2 separate regions of the Sus scrofa genome follow, and region 2 is linked to region 1. Evidence: chromatin contacts called from public HiChIP or PLAC-seq data. All regions are on one chromosome and are shown on one strand. Each heading gives the region's core, a stretch centred on a gene start, on an enhancer-like site or on the middle of the called end of the contact. The rest is flanking DNA. Distances are from core to core; before and after follow the strand shown.

Region 1 (6,208 bases), core at 954-3,453:
TCCACTGAGCAAGGCCAGAGATCAAACCCACATCCTCATGGATACTAGTTGGATTCATTTCCACTGGGCCACAGCGGGAACTCCCAAAAAGTATTTTTAATGATCACTTGCTACATGAATTGAAGTGGAAGAATGAATGAGTGTGGGGAGATTAGATGATCATAGTTCTCTAGGTAAAGAAGAGGGTGGCATAGACCAAGACCGTGGTAGTGAAGACAGAGTAGCTGTTGGCCTCCAGGAATATTTAAGAAGTGAAAATGTAACTTGGTGATGGATTGAGAGGGGAAGAAGAGAGAGGTTTCGGGATGACAACCACATTTCTGGGCAGTAGATCACCTGGGCAATGAAGGCGCCACTGTCTGAGTTGGAAAAATATGAAGGAGGAGCAGATTGGAGGAAGTTACAGTGAAGAGATCAAGAGTATAACTTTTGCCGTGTATTTAATAATTTTGTGACATCTAGTGGGAAATTCAGACAGATATTTGAGTCAGAAAAGAGACCTGGGGTAGAGTGATAAATCTCAAAATTCAACAGCATGAATGTGATCACCTTGGTGTCTCATTATGAATGGATATATACCTATACGTGTGTGTATGTATATGAGATACACATGTATACGTATGTGATATATATGGATGGATATATATATATCACACAAAATACACCTAATTATATATATTATGTATACAAATATATTTCACTTTTTAAAAACTAAAGAGCACACAATAACAATTGCCTTTTTCAGTCAATAAGCTCATTTTTTATCAATACACAGTGTTCTTCATTCCTATTTGTGGATGTTTGGTGTGAAATTGTATGGGTATATATAATATAATTTACCAGCACCCTATTTGTAAGCATTGAAGTGATTTAATTTGTTTTCAATATTTGCCATTAAAAGCAATGCTGCAGTAAGTGACCTTGAACATACATCATTTTGCACATTTGGCTGTATTAGTAGAAAATCATTGCCAGGAATGAAATAACTAGGTCAGAAGGTATGTGCACTTGTAATTTTATTAGAAACTATTTTTTATTTTGCTGTGTGTGTGTGAATAGATAATTTATAGACATGGTCTGAAATTCGAAATTCCTAACTGCCTAAAGGTGAATAGGGAGAAGTCTTCCTCACACCCCCTTTCCTAGAGCTACTGAATCCCCCTTCCCAGAAGCAACCACTGTAACCAGCCTCTTATATATCTTTCCAAGTAATACTCTATGCATATGTGTGTAAGATGGAAATAATGATACATGTGTCTGTGGGAGAATCACTCCAATCTGACAGATATGTGGTTTTCTTCTCTCATGTCTGGGAGGCTCAGAAGACTCTTGCCAAGAGAGGTGTCATATAGTCAGTGTAAGCACTCAGGTAAGGAATAGCTTTTCTATTGTCCCATCATTCATTACCAGCCCCACAGCGCCAGTATTGTAGGTTCCATCAAGAAAGCAGTGGTTTTATTGACTTTCACTCTGCCTGTGTGTTCCTCTTGGATGGAAGAGAGGCCAGGGATATGGGACGTTGCCCTGACCTCAGCCTCGCCGTGTTGAATTCCCAAACTAGATTCACTGTCTGAGATTTCCTTTCATCTTCCTAGTGGTGGAGTCTGTGTCAAGTCCACCGATTCCTGTGTCTTGTGTTTTTCTCTTTCTTAGAGAAACAGTGGAAGCCTATACACTTATAAACTGTAGACTGCAGGCCATGTTCAAATAACCTTTTTACTCCATTCACTCCCATCTTTCTGCACAAACTATACTCCCGGACCTAAGCCTAAATTCTTCTCTTTCTTAGTATCTTGTTAAAAGCAACAAGGAACAGTCAACTCCCCTCCCCCCACAATATTCTAAGTTTTTACAAACAGTTCCCCTTCAGACTGTAGCTAAGTCATGTGGTTTTCCTTCTGTGGCAATACAAGAGACAATTTTACCAAATGTTTTGCCATAGAGTAACAAGGGTCAACAGCTTCCCAGCCTGTCCAGGAACCTTCCCTATCAAACCTTTGTCACCCTGTTGATGACTATTAAAAGGAACTGGACCTTTGCCTGGCTCAGACACCTGCCAGGCCTTACCTTTCATAGGATCTCCTTCCAGTGATGTGGCTCTTGCATCACCTAAGTGGACATAATAACCAGTTTGCTATTACGTGCTCAAGGTCCCCTAGTCACCAATAAGGTTCAAAGTTTCTTTTAAGCAAGGAAAACAACACAACAGAGGGACCCAGCAGCTCACTGCTTCCCTCTCTACTTCTCCTAGCCTTTCTGAGGACGACACAGAGGGCAAACCTTAATCTTATGCAATTCCCACATGTGTGAGCTGCACTGTTTTGGACTCATAGAGGTTCCTTTTATCTTTATTGGCTTTGAGGAGACAGTCAAACTTTCTCCTGGGTAAGCTCTATGGTTCTACACAGCCAGCAGACTAGGCTTCAGGCCCAGAGCACCCTGGAGGCCACATGTGGTTTCATCTGGACAAACACTTTAAAACAAATTCCCTGGCTTTTCTTCAAAATTACTGAGATGACAGGCAGCTGCCACCCACGCAGTAAGATGGTGTCCAGCACTAACACGAAGGCCTTATAGGGTATGGGTGGTAAAAACAATGGTGAGTTAGGCTTCAAAGTAGAACATTATCTTAGACTTTGGATCACTCTCTTGCTGTATCATTAAACTGCTGTAGTTCTTTTGTAATGCACCCAAAGCTTTTCAAAAAACACTTTGACACACCCTTTGGGGATTTAAAATACAAGTAGTAAAGTTTAAAGACTCTGTTTCTTCTAAGTGGATTTTATAATTTAAAAAATAAGAATGTGCCAAGATTCCAAGTCTTCAAAATTTTAGTTATTTTGGTATTAGCCAAACAAGTTGATGACAGTTGACCCTTATACTTACAAAAAAAAAATTAGATAAAATGCAAATTTTTCAAAAAGTAAAAATGTAAGCCAAGGGCCTTAAAGAGAATAGTCCTCTTTGTAAAAAATGTGTTACTCTAACATCATTTAGCCCTGTGTTTCTAATATTATCACGTAAGTTTATTTTAAGTGATTATCTGGCATTGATTCATCATTTGATGCTTTGGGTATTTTTTAGGACTCAGATATTTTTCGTGTAAATGGCACTTAATTATAGTGATGGTTCAGATTGATATTTTATTTTTTTTGGCCACACCCGCAACATATGGAAGTTCCCAGGCCAGGGATCAAATCCAAGCTGCAGTATGGCAGTGCCATATCCTTAACTCACTGCATCACAATAGGAACTTCTAGATATTTTATTATTACGATCCCTTTAAATACACATAAGCTAATTTTCTTGAGATAGATTTTTTTAAAGAACAATTTTAAATTGGGACGTTCTTTTAAAAGTCACATTAGAATTCACATGTTCAAAATAGTTTACTCAAATGTTTCAGAGAAAAATAATTCCAAAATTATTATATTTGCTAACCAATATTTTTATGGGGTTTTATGTAGTATGACGTTTTTTACCCCCCTTCCATCTCACATGTTGAATGTTTCTGTTGATCTTAAGATCATATTTTGCTTATTCATCCTTCTCACATACCCATATCTCACTAAATCTAAGATGTCATCATAAATAAAATGTATCATTTTATGTACCACTAAGAAAAAAACTCTTTTAACAGTCTGTCACAATGGGAGTTCCTGTCATGGTACAGCAGAAATGAATCCAACTAGGAACCATGAGGTTGCAGGTTCAGTCCTTGGCCTCAGTGGATTAAGGATCTGGTGTTGCCATGAGCTGTGGTGTAGGTCACAGATGAGGCTCGGATCTGGCGTTGCTATGGTATAGGCCGGCAGCTGTAGCTCTGATTAAACCCCTAGCCTGGGACCTTCCATATATTGTGGGTGCGGCCCTAAAAAGCAAACAAATAAATAAACTGTCACAATGCTTTTTATCACTCAGAATTTTTATTTTATACTAGGTGAAATAGTTCTTTTCAACTTTAGATAGATTTTTTCCCCTATGTATCCATATGTGATGTAAGGTTAAGGTAATCCTAAAATGTTTTTACATTCAGAACTAGACTAGTCTTTATCACTTTTCTGTGCAGAATTGTCAGTGTTTATTCTTAGCATTTTCTATAGGCCATCAGGAGTGTTTCACACAAGAGGACTCCAGTGTTGTCTCTGAGATTTTATTCCAGGCTACTGACTCCTCTTCTGCAAGTTATGATGATATTGTTCTTTCCTCCAATGACAATCGTCTCCTTCAACTAATATCAAATGTTGCCACTCTGCTCTGTTTCCGTGCCTTTCTATACACACAGAGACTTTTCATTTCTGGGACAGATAGTGGTATAATCCCTTGTAAGTGTCAATTAAACTCAACATAGGTAGAGCTAACAGTGGACAAAACTCAGTTGAAGTGACGATGACCAAGTATGCTGATGTGTGTATGATGAAACATCACAACTGCCACCTGGTTCGTAGTGACTTTGCGATACCATGAATTCTAAGGCAGACTCATTTCAGAGATGTTTGAATGTGAAAAATATGCATCTTAAAATAAATGTAGTAGCAGCTCTTCGACTAAAACATTCTACCACTTCATCAATGTTACCTTTCTCTTAAAAATTTGGCTCAAATCCAGCTCATTGTGGACGCCTCTATGATTATCACACCACTCAGTGCATCGCACTGCCCACAGAACCCTGTGTATCCCCTTAAGCAGTTGTATATCACATTTGCTCTCTCTTTCTGATTAAATCCTTAGGAACCAGCCTATAAGAGTCCTCTTTGATAGTGCTTAGCATGGCTTTCAGCTGAGAGCTGGAGTGATGCCCTCCTGGGAAATTAGAGCAGAATAAAAAAGCAGTGGGCATGAAAAATGCCCACTTTGATTGGTAGCTTAGCAAACTTAGAGTCTGATCATTGGATGTGCAAATATTTTCCCTTATATTATAACTCTTATCCTCCCTCTGTAACACCTGCCTACTATCCACAGACTCTTGGATTTGACTCCCAACCAATGTTTAATTTGTGTAGCTTTGGTATTTGTGTGGAAATTTACTACCATGATTACTCTACCATCTAATGGGGAAAAAGTTTGGTTCCTATGGTAACCGTTGTAGAACAGTGCATACTTACTGTACTTCTAAAATATGCAATCCGTCCTTATGGGAATACACATCATCTTGAAAAGATTTTTCCCCCTTCAATAAACATTGATTGTTCCCCACTTCCACCTGATTTCAGAATAAAATAAAACTGTGTTTGTAAGAATTGCTAAGGAAGAGCTTGAGGAAATGAGAACCATGGATGGATCTGGCCCCTGCAGCTGTCATGGGAGAGCGGCACAGTCCTCCAGTGGTTTCTGGGAACACATGCCCAGTCCCTGTCCAGCTGTATTTCTCTCATACTCTTTCTATTTTCCATGCATCATCATGTTTGCTATGTTGGGGATGTTGCTATGCAAAAATGATATAAAAGAATAGGTTCTTTTTATTAAGGCAATCAAGCTTAGCAAATGCAAGTTGAGGATGATGCAGAAGTTTCTCAGAAAAATTTTAGAATTCCTTGGGGAATGATCTAAAAGTGCTCATGATAAGAAAGGATAAATGTCGGTAATGGCCTAATATGTCATTCCACATGATAAAATTAATCAGTTCCAGGGGTTTTTGTAACTACTGATAGCACTTAAACCACAGTTTTGAAAAGGGCTCTTATATTTTTACAAACAAAAGACTTTCTCCATCTTTTTTCTTCAAATTCATTAGCCTCTATGAATTTTTTCCTTTAAAAATTATATACTATGATCTTAAGGAGTTCCCTTTGTGGCTCAGAGGTTAACAGACCTGACTAGGATCCATGAGGATGCAGGTTCAATCCCTGGCCTCACTCAGTGGGTTAACGATCCAGTGTTGCCATGAGTTGTGTTGTAGGTCGCAGACATGGCTCAGATCCTGTGTTGCTGTGGCTGTGGTGTAGGCTGTTGGCTACAGCTCCGATTTGACCCCTAGCCTGGGAACTTCCATATGCTGCAGGTGTGGCCCTTAAAAAAAAAAAAAATTATGCTATGATCTTATTAAAGCAAAGACACAAATACATCAGGACTACAATGTTTAGTATTTGGTAAAAAAGACGGAATCGTGGTCTCCTTTTCATTTTATCTTCCTTTTTGTGTGTGTGAATTTTTCTCCAGAGCTTACTTATAGAAATATATCTATGGATTCTGCAGTCCTGTGATAGAC
Region 2 (6,280 bases), core at 3,138-5,637, 83 kb after region 1:
GTACCCTCCAGTAGCCTCTACAGCCCCCATCCTTAAAGAAGGCACAACCTCTCTTGCATCAGACACAGCTGTGGACCGCTTCCTTCTCCCACTCCTCTCCCAGGCTTCCGCCACCAGATTGGTACAGCAGAGTCTCATTTCCTTTGGTGTCCTGGACCTTTCTCTCCACTGTGATTATAAAAACATTTATTAGAGAATAATGTATTCCTCAGGCACATTAATGGAGTCCAGATTCTGTTTGTTTCGCACGGACAGACAGATGTGCAGTGTTTTGTGCTACTTCTAGATGAGCAATGCTGTTTACACAGAACTTTCCCGAGACCACCCAACTCAGTTCACATGTCATCTTCAGCTACTTCCAAGCCCTGCCTCCAGAGGAAAAGAAAAAATTTAATAACTCAGCGCCCCACCCAGTTTTGAAGACGTGACTTAACACGGAAGGAATTTGCAAGCCTGCACTGCCAATCAACATGCCTACATCAAATAAGCCATCTTTTCTTATTCTGAAAAAGAGACAGTGACTCTAAAAGCCTTCTACTCTCTGACCTTCTCACACATGACTCCTATCTCACCTAGAGACCTGGAACAGTTGGAGCAGAGACCACAAACCTAAAAAAAATAGTAACACTAGATGGCCCAACCCAGTCTTCCACTTTCTGTATGTTTCACATCAGCTGCCTTTCCCCTTTCGCTCTGGATTATGCCCAAAGACATTGGTGATGATTTTTTGCACAGAGAAAGTTGGTTTTTTTTTTTTTTTCATAACGTTTGCATATACTGGCAATGTTTTGCTCGTTATATGAACTCTGAGAAGCAAGTAAGGCAGTTGGTAGTATCTGTGTTTTGTAGATGAAGTAAATGAGAAGTGGGTTTGCCAATATGTCCCAGTAATCGGTGAAGGCAATCACTCTGGTTGATCATAATCATTTATTTTCTCTTGTATGATCACATTTAATTGGGAAACCATTGGCTTTTTTTTTTTTTTTTGCCTCACCCGCAGCATGTGGAAGTAACCCAGGTGAGGGATCAAACCCCTGCCACAGCAATGACCTGAGGTGCTGTAGGGACAACGCCAGAACCTTAATCCACTGCACCACAAGGGAACTCCAACCATTGGCCTCTTTACAATTTGGTTATTTGGAGTTCCCATCGTGACTCAGTGGTTAATGAACCTGACTGGCATCCATGAGGACAAAGGTTCAATCCCTGGCCTCGCTCAGTGGGTTAAGGATCCGGCATTGCCATGAGCTGTGGTGTAGATAGATGTGGCTCGGATCTGGCATTGCTGTCGCTGTGGTGTAGACCAGCAGCTATAGCTCCAATTGGACCCCTAGCCTGGGAGCCTCCATATGCCGCAGGTGCAGCCCTAAAAAAGGAGAGAGAGAAAAAAAATAAATTTTTAAAAAATAAAATAAAATTTGGTAATTTAAGAGTTCCTGACGTGACTCAGCAGAAACAAATCTGACTAGCATCCATGAGGATGCAGGTTCAATCCTGGCCTTACTCAGTAGGTTAAGGATCTGGCATTGCCATGAGCTGTTGTGTAGGTTGCAAATGCGGCTCAGGTCCTGTGTTGCTGTGATTGTGGTGTTGGCCAGCAACTACAGTTCCGATTCGACCCCCAGCCTGGGAACCTCCATATGCTGTGGGTACAGCCCTAAAAAAAACAAACAAACAAAAAAATTGGTTATTTTGAGTTACATAGGCATGCCATTACATTATAGATGTATATGAAATATGTTATGCTCCTTTATCATTTACCAAGATGTAAGGACACATTGATGCCTTTTATTTGTAAGCCCTATCTGAATTTTAGCCAGCAATTTGTATAAAAAAATGTGAACAAGGAAAGAGTATTCTGGGTCTCTTCCGTAAATACTGATAAATGTCACAAAAATGGGAATTACTCACACACCCAAAATAAAATGAAGTAGTGCTTGAAAGAGCAGAAAAAGGACTTCACTAAAGCTTAAGATGCCTGGTCCTAGGCCTGCCTCTGGCAATAAATCACTTCCTTTTTCACCTCCTTTCCTTATTCATATAATAAAAGAGGAAACCCCAACTCAATAGATATTTATCCAGGTTTACTATGGGTGAAACATTTTACATGTGAGATTAATTTAAACCTCACTACAATCCAAATGGGAAAGTGTTACTGTCTCATTTTATCGATGAAAGGACCAATATCAGGGAGTTTAAGGAACCTGTAAAGATGAAAGATATAGGAGTTCCCTTGTGGCTCAGCAGGTTAAGGATGTGGTGGTGTTGCTTCTGTGGCGAGCTTTCAATCTCTGGCCCGAGAACTTCCATATGCTGCAGGGGCAGCCAAAAAAAAAAAAAAAAGATGAAAACTATAAAATCCCTCCCCTCTCCTCCTCTCCTCAAGCAGCAGTGAACAGATGCATAGCCCATGAGCAGGAAGGCGCCAGGATAGCAAGGAAGAAGCACGCGCTACCTGAATTGGTGCTGAAGGCAAAGGAGGCACATCTGAAAGAGAAATCAATTCTGGCTGTTAGTGGGGGTGGGTGAGGGTCAGGTGATGATTTATCGTGAAAGCAGACTTTAATTTGTTTATCTAAGAGAGATTATGATTTTTGACAAGCAGAGATGTGACAGACATCCTGGGAGCAGCAGTAAGACAGTAATGATAGAACCACAGAGTTCGTGCCGGACCTCGCCAACAGCTTGACGTGGCTGGGACACAGACCCTCTGGACCCACCCCAGCCCCACGGGGGGTGCTCATTAGAAATGAGCTGTCAAGCCCCGCCCCAGACAGGATCACAGTTCACACAGGTGGTTCATGTGCACATGGGGGCAGAAGGAATGAAGGGGCAAGCCCCACAGCAAGGTAGCTTCTGATCAGACCCAGGAGAGAAGCTGTAGGACAAATGGGTTAGATGGAGGCCTGGGGATAGGACAAAAGGTTCTGCTTTTAATTCCACCACTTTCTGGCTATGGGACTTTGGACAAAGTTACTTAGCAAAGGTATTTAAACTTTATTAAGTTACCTCTTGTCCCATGAGATTTTTTTTTCATGGACTTAATTTTTTTAGAGCAGTTTTAGGTTCACAGCAACATCCAGGTGCAAGTCCAGAGAGTTCTGGTATAGCCGATGTCCCCACACACCCTCCTCCTCCCCCCACTATCAACATCCCCCACCAGAGTGGTACGTCTGCTACAGCTGGTGAAGCTCCTCTGATTTGGCACCATCCCACAAAGGCTGTAGCTCCCACTGGGTTCACTCTTGGTCTTGTTCATTCTATGGGTCTGGACAAAGGTATAATAATATGTATCCATTATTATGGTATCATAGAGTATTTTCATGACCCTAAAAATCACCTTTAAAATGTGCTCTGCCTCTTCCTCTCCCTCCCCTGAACTCCTGGCAACTATTAATCTTTACTCTCTCCATGGTTTTGCCATTTTCAGAAAGTTGGAATCATACAATATGTACCCTTGTCAGATTGGCTTCTTTCACTTAGTAATGTGCGTTTAAGCTTCTTTTCATGGCTTGACGGCTCATTTCTTTTTAGTGCTGAATAATATTTCATTGCACAGTTTATTTACCCACTTACGCACCGAGGGACCTCTTGGTTGCCTCCAGGATTTTGGCACTTGTGAACAAAACTGCTATAAATATTTGGGTGTGAGTTTTTGTGTGGACATAAGTGTTTGGCTTCGTGGATAAATACCAAGGGGTGCGAGTGCTGGATCGTACCTCTTAGGAATTTGGTAGGGTTCATGTAAGTCATGTGACTGGCCTAGCGCCTTGCACTTCATAAATACCCAGCACGTGGTTCTCAAAGTCTAATACGGATGGACCCCAGGGCAAGGGAACAAACAGATTCACATACCATATGCCTAAAGAGTTAAGGTTTTGAAACGTTACAGTTTTGTCCATGACCAGGCTCCTGTTTCTAGCCAGATTAGGGGAGCTGGAGGCTACAGGAGCCCTGCTCATCCCTGCACTCTGCAAGCCTGAGCAGAGCCATGTGCCTGCTGGGCAGGGCAGGACACCAACTGGGCCAGGACCAGCTCCCAGGTGGTGACTGAGCCTGCCTGAACCCTGCGTGGGACTGGCCGGGTTAAACTCCCCAGGGAGTTGGACAGCTAGAGTCTTCATGCCTCTCTTTTCTAACTCAGATGCCTCTGAGACCATCCCTCCTGAGCAGAGAGGCAGGAGGGAACACAGTTATCTGCGGGGTCCAGCCTCTAAGGCACTTGCTTTGGGTAATTTAGAGCAATCGGCTTGGAAATACACCAGCCCTTTTTGTCTGGGTTCCCAAGAAAGGCCACTAGTATCTTCCCCACACAAATGTGGCCCTGTGAGGGGCTGGGGGCAAAGCCCAGTTCGGCACACATATCCCTCTTGCATAATTTCTCTTAGCTCAAACTCTCTCAAAATCTTCCTCCAAAACTTCCTTTTTTTTTTTAAAGATTTTTAGGGTCACACCCGAGGCACATGGAAGTTCCCAGGCTAGGGGCAGAACTGAAAATGCAGCTGCCGGCCTACACCACAGCTCATGACAACGCCAGATCCCCAACTCACTGAGCGAGGCCAGGGATCAAACCTGCATCCTCACGGATACTAGTCGGATTTGTTTCTGCTGAGCCACAAGGATAACTCCCCAAAACTTCCTTTTAAGACCAAAACGAAAAAATCAGCTAAGTATTTGTGATGTGCAAGACCTCTCTTGCCTGGCTCTAAAGATAGCCTTGCCCACTGCCATGGCAAAATGAGACTTCATTTTGGAGGCATGGGCAATGTCAGAAATATTTTAAGGTGAGAAGTCACAGGAGGAAGCAGAACCTTTTGGACCCAGAGTACAGTTGAGTGGGAACAAAAGCAGACCCAGTCTGATGCCAAAAACCAGTGTGTGTTCTAGACGTTTCCCCAGCCCAGGATCTGCCACCAGTTCTCTCCCTTGGCCCTTCCTGTTCACCATCCCAACCCCTGGCAATCTTAAAATGGATTTGTGAGAGCTGGTTTAAGATTTCTCCACTCTTTCCATTTGGTTACTTTTTTAAAAACTAATAATTATAAATTTTCAATGGGTTATTTAGGGGGAAAAAATTGTGTGGAGAAAATAGTCTTTTAAGAAATAGTCACCACTAGGATGTGGTCATCCACATTTGAAAACACCTGATTTTACTGAAGTCCTTTGGGATCATTGAGATGGGTCAAGGGCTCAGCTTGTTCTTCCTTCTGATGCATAATTTAAAAACATAGGTGTTCCTGCTGTGGTGCAGTGGGTTAAGAATCCAAGTGCAGTGACTCAAGTGACTCTAGAGGTGCAGGTTCGATCCCCAGCCCTGCATAGTGGATTAAAGGACCCAATGTTGCTGCAACTCAGATTGAATTCCTGGCCTAGAAACTTCTATATGCCATGGATGCAGCCATTAAAAAAAAAAAAGAAAATAATAATAATTTAAACCAAAACAACAAATCCATACCGAGGTTCAAAACAAGAGGATATTCTGTTTCAAGGTTTCAGAGTCCATATAAAGTGAAGTCATTGAACCTGTTTTTAAACAGTTTCCTCTTTCCTGGGGTCTTTCATAACTACATTGACGTAAGGGTCCATTTTCTTCTTAACTCCTCCCTTTTTCCCTTTTCTTGATGACCCTTCATTATTCCTACCAGCCTATAGCTTCTTCTCATCATTATGGTCCCTTCTGACCCAAGATGACTTTATTAGTCATAAAGAAAAGAGCCTTGTTGTGTTGGGTGGGGGTTACTCTTAGCTAACTGGGTAGAGTAGAATACCAGTCACAATAGAGCAGTAAATCATTGTCATTAAACAGAAAGCCATTGGCCCTTGAGTAAAGTCTCATCGTGCTTGCAAAGTCACACGCCAGATTCAGGAAATGGGAAAGGTAGGTGTTCTTTCACATGAGCTACATTGTACACACTAACATATACATATTTGTTTCGTGGTTACAATGCTAGTTTTGGCTTTTAAATGATGTATCCTGTACTAATCATGAAATACTAATATATCTTAATAATTTATATTTTCATACTTTTTGTGTACTGAATTCACATGGGTTTTGACATTTAGGTTTTGAAAAGTATTGAGAAGGCTCTTTGGGAACTGAGATGATAAAATGATAATAATAAGAATAAAGAAACATAGTTTGGGTGGGAATTACTCAGACATCATGGAGGAAGGTCTGTATTTTTTCATTCCTCCCATCTTGCAAGTTACTCAAGTCAGCATTATTTGTGCCCCTTGCAACTGTAGGTCAACACACACTGGATGCCACAATGTGCCAGCC

What was found. HiChIP or PLAC-seq counts read pairs in DNA pulled down with a chosen protein or histone mark.
Region 2: a contact with region 1 is called in an H3K27ac HiChIP or PLAC-seq map of alveolar macrophages. The contact joins two enhancer-like sites. A contact is called at or near these places in 1 of 47 Hi-C or Micro-C datasets (liver) and 1 of 2 datasets of contacts at active chromatin or transcription factors (alveolar macrophages).

The regions. Positions count from the first base shown.
Region 1 is chr10:50,343,533-50,349,740 of Sscrofa11.1, forward strand. All of the region lies in intron 4 of ENKUR (enkurin), which reads left to right. Among named protein-coding and RNA genes, the nearest start is that of PRTFDC1, 19 kb to the right of the region's middle. Within about 2 kb of position 2,204, at least 20 of the 83 cell types and tissues checked have an H3K27ac peak or open chromatin away from gene starts, as enhancers often do. A contact at or near this core is called in alveolar macrophages, where this site is marked.
Region 2 is chr10:50,424,749-50,431,028 of Sscrofa11.1, forward strand. The region is part of intron 3 of PRTFDC1 (phosphoribosyltransferase domain-containing protein 1); the gene reads left to right. Among named protein-coding and RNA genes, the nearest start is that of PRTFDC1, 62 kb to the left of the region's middle. Within about 2 kb of position 4,388, at least 5 of the 83 cell types and tissues checked have an H3K27ac peak or open chromatin away from gene starts, as enhancers often do. A contact at or near this core is called in alveolar macrophages, where this site is marked.